Regions from separate parts of the Takifugu rubripes genome. Here region 2 is linked to region 1. The links are chromatin contacts, called in public Hi-C maps. All regions are on one chromosome and are shown on one strand. The core of a region is the stretch at or near the end of the contact, and the rest is flanking DNA. Distances in the headings are between cores, read along the strand shown.

Region 1 (5,737 bases), core at 1,644-4,143:
AGAAGAGCCTCTGGGGTGTGTTCATGGGAGGGCGCGGCAAGGTCCAGTTGTGGTGCTGTGAATTAGCGCAATGTTTTGGGGTGTATAATGTTTAAACGTGTCGTTGCAGGATCAGTGTAACCGTTAGGAATGTGGACAATAGCGGCAATCAGTCTTTGTGACACACAATTTTATGTGGTATTTAATGAGTCCTGAGGCTCTGTCCTTTGACCTGGAATGGAATGCAAATGTCGTTGTTCTGCTATGTTGCTTGATACCTTGAATGTGTGGCAACAGCAAAGATAAGGCTGCAGGATTATTTGTTGATAACACACATGTGATAGCTTTATTTGATTAAGGTAATATATTCCAGTTCCCTGGAACGGCTTACCAGTCAGCCCTTCATGAAAAGTGAACTGCAGTTCACCAGTAACAGAATAAAGTTTATTAAAATGCTGGGATTCTGAGGTGGTGGAAACATGTTGCTGAGCATCAGCTACGGGAGTTGGAATAACTCTTACAAAAGAGAAGAAATGTGATCCTACTCATGGTTTCTTCCTGTTAAAGGGAGTTTTTCCTTGCTCGGGTCTTCTCTATACTGTAACAGAGAGTTTATAAAGTTGCATTAAATTATCCAAGGCAGTATTAGAGACAAGAGCTAACAAACCTGTTCCCCCTATCCCCCCTTCCTGTCCCCACAGGTCTTTGGAGGTCTGGTGTGGATCCTGGTGGCATCAACGCATGTCTACCCAGACAACCCTCTGGGCTGGGTCATGTTTGTGTCTGTTTTCTGCTTCGTGATGACCACAATCTTCTTCTTCTTCTTCATTTTAGGCCACAATCAGAGGAAGTTCTGGAATTCCTTGGTAAGACCCTGTAGTTGCTCCTCGATCATTATTCACCAGGAAACTGAGCATGTCAGGTCTTTCAGGTGTGTCATGTTTGACTGGTGAAGCCATGAGGTTGGGCCGCAGGCAAAAGCCTTTTGGAACGTCCAAACAGACATTAACGGATGTTTTCCCACAGAACTGATGGGTTTGTTTGTGTGTTTCTATGTGCCCCACCCACCCCCACCCCACTCCCTCCACAGGATGTAGGGTATCATTTTGTAGCTGTGGTCCTGTATCTGAGTGCTTCTGTCATCCTGGCCTACATCACTCTGCTGAAGGGGTGGGGCATGACCATCGCCCCTGGCAACCTGATTGTTAACGTTCTGACCTCTGACCTTCTAAAAATCTATAGGCTGGACATCGCTGCAGTGGTATGAGACACATCCACACACATTCTCCTATTTCTATCTTTGCGGGTACATAATACGTTACCCAGCTACTACCCTAGCCCAAACCACCCCAATCGACCCTCTGGCCCCCACCCTGGCCAACTCTAACCTCCCTCTTACAACTATACTTCAAGCCTCGAACAGACATTTGACACACACATACACACACAGTGTTTAGCTCTGCTGCCCTTGTAGGGACTTTAAGGAGGCTTTTAATTTTCCCCCACACTAACCTCAAACTCGGTGCTCATTTATGACTCTGTGTGTGTATTTTCAGGTGATGTCTTATCTAGCCACACTTCTCTACTTCCTCCATGCCATTTTCTCTGCAAGACGCTGGCACAAATCCAGATAGAACAAACCTGGTCCTCTCCGTTACAAGAAAGCCACCTTACTGGTGAGAAGTTCTTAGTTAGGCCAGAAAATAAGAAAAAAGTGTATTAAAAACCTCAAATAAATGAGTGGGTAGCAAGTTGTTAATAAGTATCACATAATTATAACTGTTTATAAATTAATTAATTTGAAATTCTGAATAAACATTTAACATTGTTTAGTTATTACATTTTAATAGCATATAGTTACACAGTTAATTCAATGAATTATGATTTTATAATGTAGCATTAAGGCAACAGTGGTCCCAGTAGTGATTGGGACAGTAGGGGCAGTAACACCCAAGCTGAGTAGATGGCTCCAACAGATACCAGGAACCACATCAGAGATCTCTGTCCAGAAGAGCGCAGTCCTAGGAACAGCTAAGATCCTGCGCAGAACCCTCAGACTCCCTCTGATAGAGGACCCAAATCTGAAGGAAGGAGGCACCGCCCAGGAGGGCAAGGAAGAGATTTATTTTTTTTTAAATTATATTTAAGCACTAATAGAAGCAAGTGCAATATAGTTTTAAATTCTATTTCAACACAAAAAATAGACATTGAAGCAGCTGATAGTCACTTTTATATATAATTAAGTAAAGCTGATTGTAAATATAAAATATGGCATTCTGTTATAATACGTAATATACATAATAATGTATTTGGTCTTTGCTGTCAAAGATGTCTGTCTAAATTTACCACATTCATGCATGTCTTCATATGAAACAATTTGTAAAATTGTTATTCTTTCAAACACTTGACTGACTCAACTGAATGATATAAATAAATAAATGAAACATGACATTCATGTCAGAACTGAATCATTACTCCTCATAACTGCTGTATAGATATTTGATCTCTGCTAATGAGAAAATTTGAATTTCTGTGATTAACATTTCAAACCATTTCTGCATGTATTATTACACATTTGTTCAGTACTGACACATACTGTCTGATGATGGTATTACACATATAACGCAAACCTAGGAGGGGTTATCAGCTGAAATAATTCCGGAACTAGTCAGTGGCAGACTTAGAATCTGACTAAAGTGCCCCCCAGCCCCACCCCTGCCCCCCTCCCCCCACTACACACATAACAAGAATGTTGATAAGTTCCACTTTAAAGCTGTGCAGAGCTTCAAAGTGCTGCTTATCAATACATTTAAAAAAAGTATTAGCTGCTAGGTTTTTCTAAGAAACCCTCATCGTAGCCCCAAAACAAACAAAGCGCTGAGATAACAGACTGAGAGGCTCATAAAGTTGCACCAAGCAGAGCCGGTGAGCTATGTGTTTACTCAGCGGCAACAAGGCACATTATTCCTCTGCACAAGCTGTAGCCGCAGGGCACGGAATTCCTCTTCTGGCTGCTTCAGTACCCCATCACAGGTCACCTCTTCCACATCCAGGCGGGCTGGAAGACCAAGGGCGGTGTCAGGAACTGTTGTGGGAAGGGAACAGGTTTTGTCTGCTCACTGAGCCCTCCTATAAATGTCAGAAACACCTGCTGCAGCTCCAGTTCCCCACAGAAGACGTGCAGGTGGTTGTTGACTCAGCACCGGGACAGAGATGGCTGCAACTACAACTCAGGCTATGGGAAGCCTTCCCAGCGGACTGGGAATATGCACCACAGCCCCGGACATATTTTACCTGCCTGAACTGGTGAGTAGGCTCTACCAGAGCAGTGACCTTGGAGGACAAATATCAAGAACAATACTGATATTTCATGATGACCTCATACAATTCTGTTGGTATATGCGTGGAAAAAATGTCCGGCAGGACATCAATTCCGTGCAGAACCATCTTGGAGGAGAAGTGTGAAGGGAAAATGTTCATCTAGAAGGCTGATGGAACATATTCCCAGTCTGGGAGTGGCCCCTTCACCTCTCAAGTTTCATTCGTATTGTATTAGTGAGACTCATCTGAGAAAGAATGTGGCCAACTCCACGCCAAGAAAAGGGTGACGCCACCTCCACTAACAGGTCGGATTTAGGATTTATTTATCCGTTTGTTTTTCAAAGGTAGGGTCAGGAGCCAAAATGCTCTGTGAGGAGTCACGTTTGCAGAGCAAATGTCTGACCTGTTGGTCAAAGGGACGTTTAATCTGGATTTGCTCAGGCTGGAGAGCAATTTTGTCGTATGGTTCTGGTCTATTTAAATGCCGACTTGTTTGCGGGTAAAGTTTAAACAACAACAACAGCGTAACGGTGGTGAAGGCAGTAAAAACACAGCCAGCGCTCAAAACAGTTGTCTTAGCAGTTTGGAACAGGAAACGGTTTTATCAGGATCAAACTCACGTTTCAGCTCTAATGGCTTTATTACATTGTTAGAACTATGCTATTATTCACTATTCAATGGCAAAGTGAGTTAATTAATGTAGCTGTAATATCAATGTAATTTAGTCAAACAGGTCGCTTCACTCGACTGACTAGGAGCAAAACCTCCTGTTGAATCTATGTGGAACACAGGATCACAGACGTAATCCAACACGTCTTCAGATCAGCCCTGTGAAACATTTTTCAGGTGTTTGGCGGTCTGGTGTGGATCCTGGTGGCGTCGAATCACGTGGTTCCACCAAACCCTCTGGGATGGGTGATGTTTGTCTCCGTCTTCTGCTTCGTCATGACCTTCCTGTGGATGATCATCTTCATGGCCGGATGCCACAAGAACAGCTCTGGCTGGGCCGCCGCTGTAAGACACGGGTCCAGATGAGTGGGATCAAAAGACGACGCTGAGAAAATGAGACTGACCGTGTGATCCTGTTCTGTTTGTGTCCAGGACTTTGCTTATCACGGACTGGCAACGTTTTTCTACCTGAGCGCAGCGGTGATCTTGGCTTATATCACGCTGCTGAGGAAGAGTGTTGGCCCGTTCAAAGTCTACCAGATTGACATTGCTGCTGTGGTGAGAAGCACATTTCCAGATGACGTATTTAGCGCGTAAACAGGCCAAACAGGCACACGTTTTAACTCTACAGTAGTTGGCGTAGATTAGCATCACCTGACATCCTGTTTGTGGGACAAACACTCATGTGTTTTAGAGCTAAATGACTTCATCCGTGTGCTTGTTTGGTGATTGTGAGGACGTGCACACAGAGCAAAGAGGGGACTTTCCTCTTTTCCTCCAGCGGCAGCAACACAAAAGTGTGATGTGATGTCGTCCTTTCACCTGCAAAACCCTTAAGAGCGGTGTTGCTTCAGAGCTGGAAAACCGGAGCAAAGAAAGGAGCTTGAATTAGAGCTCGTGTGCATGCGGACGGATAATAATTACCATCACTATGACGAAACAACAGCAGAGAAATGCGTTTGTTTTTTTCAGTCTCATGGTTCCTCAGAACTGGTGAGTTTTAAGATGTGTTTGTGAATGTTTCAGGTCTTTGCCTACGTTGCTACACTCCTCTACTTCATCCACACCATCCTCTCATCCATCCGATGGAAACATTTCTGATTGCTTCGAGTGTCAAGAACCGCTGCGAACTGTGTGTATGTGTGTGAGAAAGAAGAGAGAGAGAGAGAGAGGGCTGGTAAACACTGAACCGTCCCAAGATATTCTGTTGAGATTGACCTTTTTAGATCTCGTTTTCATACATTTCATGTTTAGTGATAGTAAACAGGTCAGAATGTGCAAAACACAAAGTATTGAAGGACAAAATTGCTCTTATGCACATGTATATGAATTGTTTGTTATTGGGACACATGTTTTACTGACATTTCAATATCCTAAATGGTCACTAACATTAACAACCAGCATTTGATAGGAACTACACCTTTACATGATTCTGTGGAGCCTTTCAGAGTTTTTATATAAATGTTTAGATAGTTAACATATGATTGAATCAGTCTCAATGATAATGAGTATCGGGACCTCAAGCAGCTAAAATACAGCTAACACAAATATGAAATTAAATATGAATTACCTTAAATAAATAGTACATTCAATGTTAAATTACAGGTCATTTCCTAAAGGCAGCATGAAGGAAGAGTTCAATAATTTATAGAAAGGAAGACTGCAGCTTACTGGTTCCATACTGGTGAATGCTTGTCCATCCAGGATATATAATGGATTCAGTTCACAGGAAACTAGAACCACAAGTTCTCCTTAAATCTGACAGTTT
Region 2 (5,737 bases), core at 1,779-4,278, 150 kb after region 1:
TGATGAATCCTGCCATTGATAAATATCCACCTGCCTCTGGGTTGAGTGGGTCTCAGCGCTGTTGTTGGCATAAACGCATGCACAAAACAAACATGATTGTGTAACACAAAACATTTTCACACTAGACATGGATGCTATGGTTTTCTCCCAGTCTCTTGCTCACATACCCATCATAACACCCACATGCAGATATGCAGCCTCCCCAGCTGACAGTCACTCAGGGCTCTCCTCGGAACATCACTCAAGCCTCACTTCAATTTCCTTTCACGTGTGAAAGGAGAGCGTTGAGAGCTCGTGGACAGGTCGCTGCACTCTTAAGAAGAATGATCTTTTCAGTCTGTTTGACTTCCGGTAGTGATTTTATGGTGTCATATCAGCAGTAAATATTCATAAAAACCAATCAAAAAGCAGCTCAGCAGTTTATTCTTGGCCCAAGGACAAAGAAATCATCTTCACTTGTTCGTAAATTATCAAATATTTCTTTACACATTTAAGCTCATCTTACAAACTGGGTGGATATTCATACAACAGCAGAACGTAGAACATCTGCCTCTTGCTTCTCTTCACATGGAGAATCTGCTCTAACGAGTTCACAGTTTCAGCGTAGAAATCTTCAAATACAGCAAACTGCCTTCTCATCAGTTGCATCCAATTGTAACATTTAGTGCATGTCAGCAAAGATCTGAAATGTCCTGGGTTTTATGAACAAGTTGCCCACTCGTGGCTTTCATTCATGTGGCTGTGTCTCCACAATGCTCAGTTGTAAGTTTTCATCCCTCTGGTTACCTCTTTCCATGTTTCCCAATGGCCTTTTTCCTTCTGTGGTCTCTCCATCATTGATATATCTCTGTTTTCCCGTCTCGCTCTTTATTTTGCAACCTAATGGCATCTTTTGTTTTCTTTGCCTGTCATTGGCCCCAATAAAATAATTCTCCAGCTTTGTTATTGGGCCTTTGTCAGAGAAAAAGTAATCCAGGTATGCTTGTGAGTATTGATCTGATGTGATCAGGTCCAGGTTGATGGAGGAGGTCACATTTGCAGAAGTCTCACCAGAGACTCTTCTACCTGTGAAGATTAGCTTCTTTTTTATTAATTGCAACATGACACCAAAAAATGTTTCACCACAATATTTCTACCTATTTCAAACTCCAGTGTGGATAAAGAGATTGTCACACACTTCCCAGTCTCTCTGTCTGTTACTGTGAGACCTGTCATGGAGCCCTCTTCTTGCATCTCATTGGTGGAGTCACGTGAAGCTGCAAGGCCCCCTCGACACTTCACCACACACACGGTATTGGACTTAACACGTCTATAAAAGAATCGACAATACAGCAGAGGGAGTTTAGCAAAAACAAAACATTTCAATTAGTAGCAAAGGTTTGAAAATCTGACTCATCATCTAGAAACTGTCAAAACAGGTTATTCAGATTGACAGCTAGATCTGCAACAAGGCTCTTCTCTTCTCTTATATGAATGCAGGGGCTGCCTGAATAGGGAGTCATAACCAGGCACATCACCTGTATGCAGGTATTATTTGAGCGAGATCTTCTTTGTACTGCTCCAGTGCTGCCTTTGCTGCCAGGGGCTCTGCCTGCCCCTGAAGAGCTGAAAGATGAACCAACATCTGGACGTTAAAAGCAGCTCCACTGGCCCAGTGCTTCAAAGACCTAAAAGGACCAGAAAGGTAAAACAAAAGAGCAGTCAGGCAGGTGCAGTCATTCTAAATTTAAGCAGTAACCACAGCAGTGGTAAATGCAGATTCTGCTGCATTTATTATCTTTTATATTACCTGGAATCACAGTCGCCTGCAATTAGACGGGTCTTCAGCTGGGTGAGAATGAGGCTAAACTGGGCCTCAAGTCTGACGGTATCCTGAATCAGCTTGTTTCTGTCAGTCAGGTTGATTCTAAAACGCTTCAGATACTCTTCCATCACTTCCTGGAGTTCCCAGACTTTCTGCAGGAGTTAATGATTTATGCATGAATATTGTAAAATTAACTATCCTTTCATCACCTTTGCCTGAAAAGATTTACCTGGCTTGATGATAACCCTGCCATCTTTCCTCTCACATTTGAATGTTTTGATGACGTGTAGACCATATCCACCAACAACGTGACCACGAATCCCACAAGGCCAGCCAGGCGGGGCTCATCAGAGAAGGTTGACAGACGGCTAATCAGATCCCTCAGGTAGGCAGGCGCCCTGTCACCAATGTCACTCTGCAGCTGGAGAAGAAAAGGAAGGTGATATGATCGCTCGCCATTTAAATCCTACAAAGAATCACATATTACATATCAATTTAGGTGTATTTATACTTTTATTTGTTAACTGACTGTAAACATCCTGCTTTACTTTCAAAGTGAAATTAATTTTAAGACCACTGCATTTTAGAGAGAGTAAAATCTATTAACATGACGCAGCTGTTCCTGAAGATGGGACCCGGGGTTAATGCTCTCATCCTGACTGGCCAGGAGGAGAGGGTGGACAACTCCAAGGTCCGGCACGGCATCGCCCTCCAACATGGCATCATAAAGAACAGATCCAACTGCCTCCTTCGACTGAGAAACATCGTTTTCTGTTGACAAAACTTGGCCCATGATGATATGGGAGGAGACCAAACAGAAATTTATGACGGCATCTGAAAACAAAACGAAATAGAATATTCGATGCATTTGTGTGGGTTTTAAACCTGTAACCAAATTGACATTACAAACAGTTCAACTCTGAGCCATCTACATAATGATGATTAGGATACCTTCCGTGATGTAACACACGGTATTGAGTGGGCACTATTAAAGGTATGCTACAGTATGTGACTTATAATAGAACCTTTAGCTCAGGAACGGTAATAGAACATCCAGACCGACCTTCCAGTGCAGTTGGCGATCTTCTGGCGCAGTTACTTTCGCTCTAACAGGCAGGGAGTTGCGCTATTCCAGTGTTTTCGCTTTTATTTACTTTCTTCCGCGCCTGCCTGCTGCAGCTGAGGAGATTAAACAAGACAACACGGGAGCGGGCTGGAGCGCAGCATTAGCCCACACCGCCCCTCAACGGCGTTAATTGGAACTACAAGTCATGTGGTACGGAAGTGCCATGAAGATGTTTATGAGATCTTCATGTAAAATATTGTTGAATCTGAAATAAAACTAACTAGAGCAGGGTTTTACTCCACAGTTTTATTATTAATTAAAGCAATACAGTAACTTGGGAATCAACCGAATAGCTGAAAATCAGATGCAAATCGCAGCTTGGTTTTTCAGCGTAACATTGACAAAAAGGAGGCCAAGGGCTCTCTCCTTTTTTATAGGACTAAATAGAGCAGCTTTTTGGTGCAGTGATGTTTTTAGTTGATAAAATATGGAGCAAGGGGATTTGGGACTTTATGTAGTGTAACTGATCTTTGTTAACTAGGACAAAAGCAGGCGCATTGCCATGGAGTTTTGTATGCACCTGCAGAAAAAGAATTGTAGTGTTGCTCGTTTTTTTTGGGTTTTTTTTAAATTTGATTATTATTTCATGAAGCATCCCATTTGGCCTTGGAATTATTCTAACTTTGTAACTCTTGTTTTACCTCTTTTGTGAGGGTCCAGCTGTATTTTTAAGTTGTCCTATAGGTAGTTTAATGAGGTTTATGGCACAATGGAAAATGTTCTTTAAATCTGTAAAAAGGCAATTTATGTCCAATGTGTTATTGTAAATGTTCAAACACACCACCCTTAAGCTCTTTCAAGGCTTCACTAATTAACCCACCAGTGCAAGGTTGTAAACAAAGCATCTGCCTCCCATATTTTTTGCTTTTCTCAACAATCCTCCCATCATTATTATTTTGCTCTTCTTTTTCCCCTTATGTACTCTATCCTCTCTGATGATTTATTGGGTAAAGATGAGAATAAAAACAAGTTTAATGTCCTGCAATATATCACACATGGGCTGCTGTGCCAGACAGCATTCATATTGTGGAGCTGTTGCAATTGGTTTGTAGCACTGGGTCTAATTATTGCATGTGGCAGCTGTTCAGAGGAGTATTAATGTCTTCTTTCTGCATGGGTACAACTAATATTATGACTTGATGAAAGTCATCACAGAATAAACTAAAGGGAAATTGTAGAACATTGAAAAATGAGTACCATATCGTGCTGCAACATTGTTGACATAAATTACTTTTTATGCAACTTTAGTAATGGTCCATTGGTTTTTATAGTCAGTTATCCATTATGCATGAGAGTTTAGTGAGAGAGTGCCAACAGGTCACAGTAATTATTCTTCATAATAGTAGTAGATGAGTGAAGTCATAGACAGTCATAGGCCAGAAGAAAAACAGCGACCAAATTTTTTTTTTTTTTTACAGGAATATTGACAAAAAAGAAATAACCTTTAGAGGAAAAACTAACTTCTAAAACCAAAGTCTTAATTTATGCTGCAGAATTTAAAAGTCTCCTTCCTCTCCTGATTTGGAAGAACACCTGTTCACATCTGCCTGCAGGCGACAATGCAGCAGAGCTGAACATATTTCGCACTCAGATTCAAATGCGGCACACAGCATAACACTTAAGGGTTCTTGGTGCATGTTTGACGAAATACTCTACGTGTAAAGGAAGCAGTTACGAAATAATAATTTTAAAAACCCTGATAATAACTATAAAATGTATCTTTACTAAATTCCTTTATTACAATTTAATGAAAATCAAATCGATATAATATGATTTGGGCACATTTTACAGTTAATTAGTCACACGTATGGAGAGTTATCTTTAAAAAAAAATTGAATTAAACAAATGCGCTCGATGATCGATCATCAGTGCCGTTATCCACTGTGAAAGAGAGACATCTATTGGCCGTATGGGGTCATTGTATTCTGAAAAGTCATTTCCGTTTCCGGTGTAAACAACTATTCCAATATGGCGGAACACCTGTGAAGTAGAAGATGCACCCTGTAGAAGCTGAGTTGGATGTTTTGTTGAGTTAAATACTTTGTAGATGCAGAATGGCTGAATCGAAAAACGATGGAAATTTAATTCGTTATTACTGCACTGCTGGTAAAGGGATGGAACTTTTTTTACTTGAAGAGTTGAAGAAGAATCTGGCGGCTGAAGATGTGAGTGTCCGAAAATCTGCCCAGTTTCAGAGTTTTTAACATGTAATAAAAACGCTGTTTGATCACGTTTTTTCAATAGTTGAAAATTACTTTTTTTTTAAAAATAATCTGGATCTGGTTGTTATTTCGGATTATTAATTATTAAGGATTCTTTAAAATGTACATATTAAATGGTTGTTTTTAAAACGATGTTTTCTTCTTCGGAGGATTTTATTCATATTATCTTACGCTTATCTATAACAGGGCGCCTCATTTTTCATTTTAATATTTTTCTTTTGTTATGTTTAGGCTGTGTCATATTTTGTCATTATTTCTGTGTCTTTTTCTTTCGTGTGGTCAGGTTTATCAGATCCCAGGTAAAGTGATATTCAGCTCCACTGCTGATGTTAACAGACTTTGTCAGCTGAAAGCTGCAGAGAGAATTTTCCTTTTCCTGAAACAAGACCACCCAGTTTCCATTACGGCAAAGACAAACCCAGGTACCAGAACAGCAAACACATCAAAGGCGCAGATTCGGCACTAACTTTCAGGCCTTTACGGGATTTTCTTGGTCTTGAAATTGCTCTTGATAACGTCAACAGCAAAAGCAGCCTCCGCGTTGCAGTCCCGACTTTTGGGGGACATTGAGCAGTGGACCAGCGC

What was found. Hi-C and Micro-C count contacts between places; a contact is called where the count stands out from the background.
Region 2: a Hi-C map of an unstated tissue shows a contact between it and region 1, with 4 times the contacts expected there. The contact joins the promoter of LOC105416341 here to the promoter of LOC115249586 in region 1. A contact is called at or near these places in 2 of 2 Hi-C or Micro-C datasets (muscle and an unstated tissue).

What each region holds. Positions count from the first base shown.
Region 1 is chr4:6,624,458-6,630,194 of fTakRub1.2, forward strand. It overlaps LOC115249586 (myelin and lymphocyte protein), which reads left to right and starts at 2,894. Exons shown (of 4, transcript XM_029835341.1): 1 at 2,894-3,285; 2 at 4,147-4,314; 3 at 4,402-4,527; 4 at 4,996-5,737. The coding sequence starts at 3,193. The coding sequence ends at 5,070. It overlaps LOC115249585 (myelin and lymphocyte protein-like), which reads left to right. Exons shown (of 7, transcript XM_029835340.1): 4 at 681-845; 5 at 1,070-1,240; 6 at 1,536-1,655; 7 at 1,956-2,428. The coding sequence ends at 1,613.
Region 2 is chr4:6,776,141-6,781,877 of fTakRub1.2, forward strand. LOC105416341 reads right to left here and starts at 3,029. Exons shown (of 7, transcript XM_011603104.2): 1 at 2,868-3,029; 2 at 2,412-2,638; 3 at 2,034-2,225; 4 at 1,790-1,956; 5 at 1,518-1,667; 6 at 1,137-1,309; 7 at 1-1,065. The coding sequence starts at 2,597. The coding sequence ends at 728. thumpd2 (THUMP domain containing 2) reads left to right here and starts at 4,870. Exons shown (of 11, transcript XM_011603103.2): 1 at 4,870-5,095; 2 at 5,436-5,574; 3 at 5,677-5,737. The coding sequence starts at 4,985.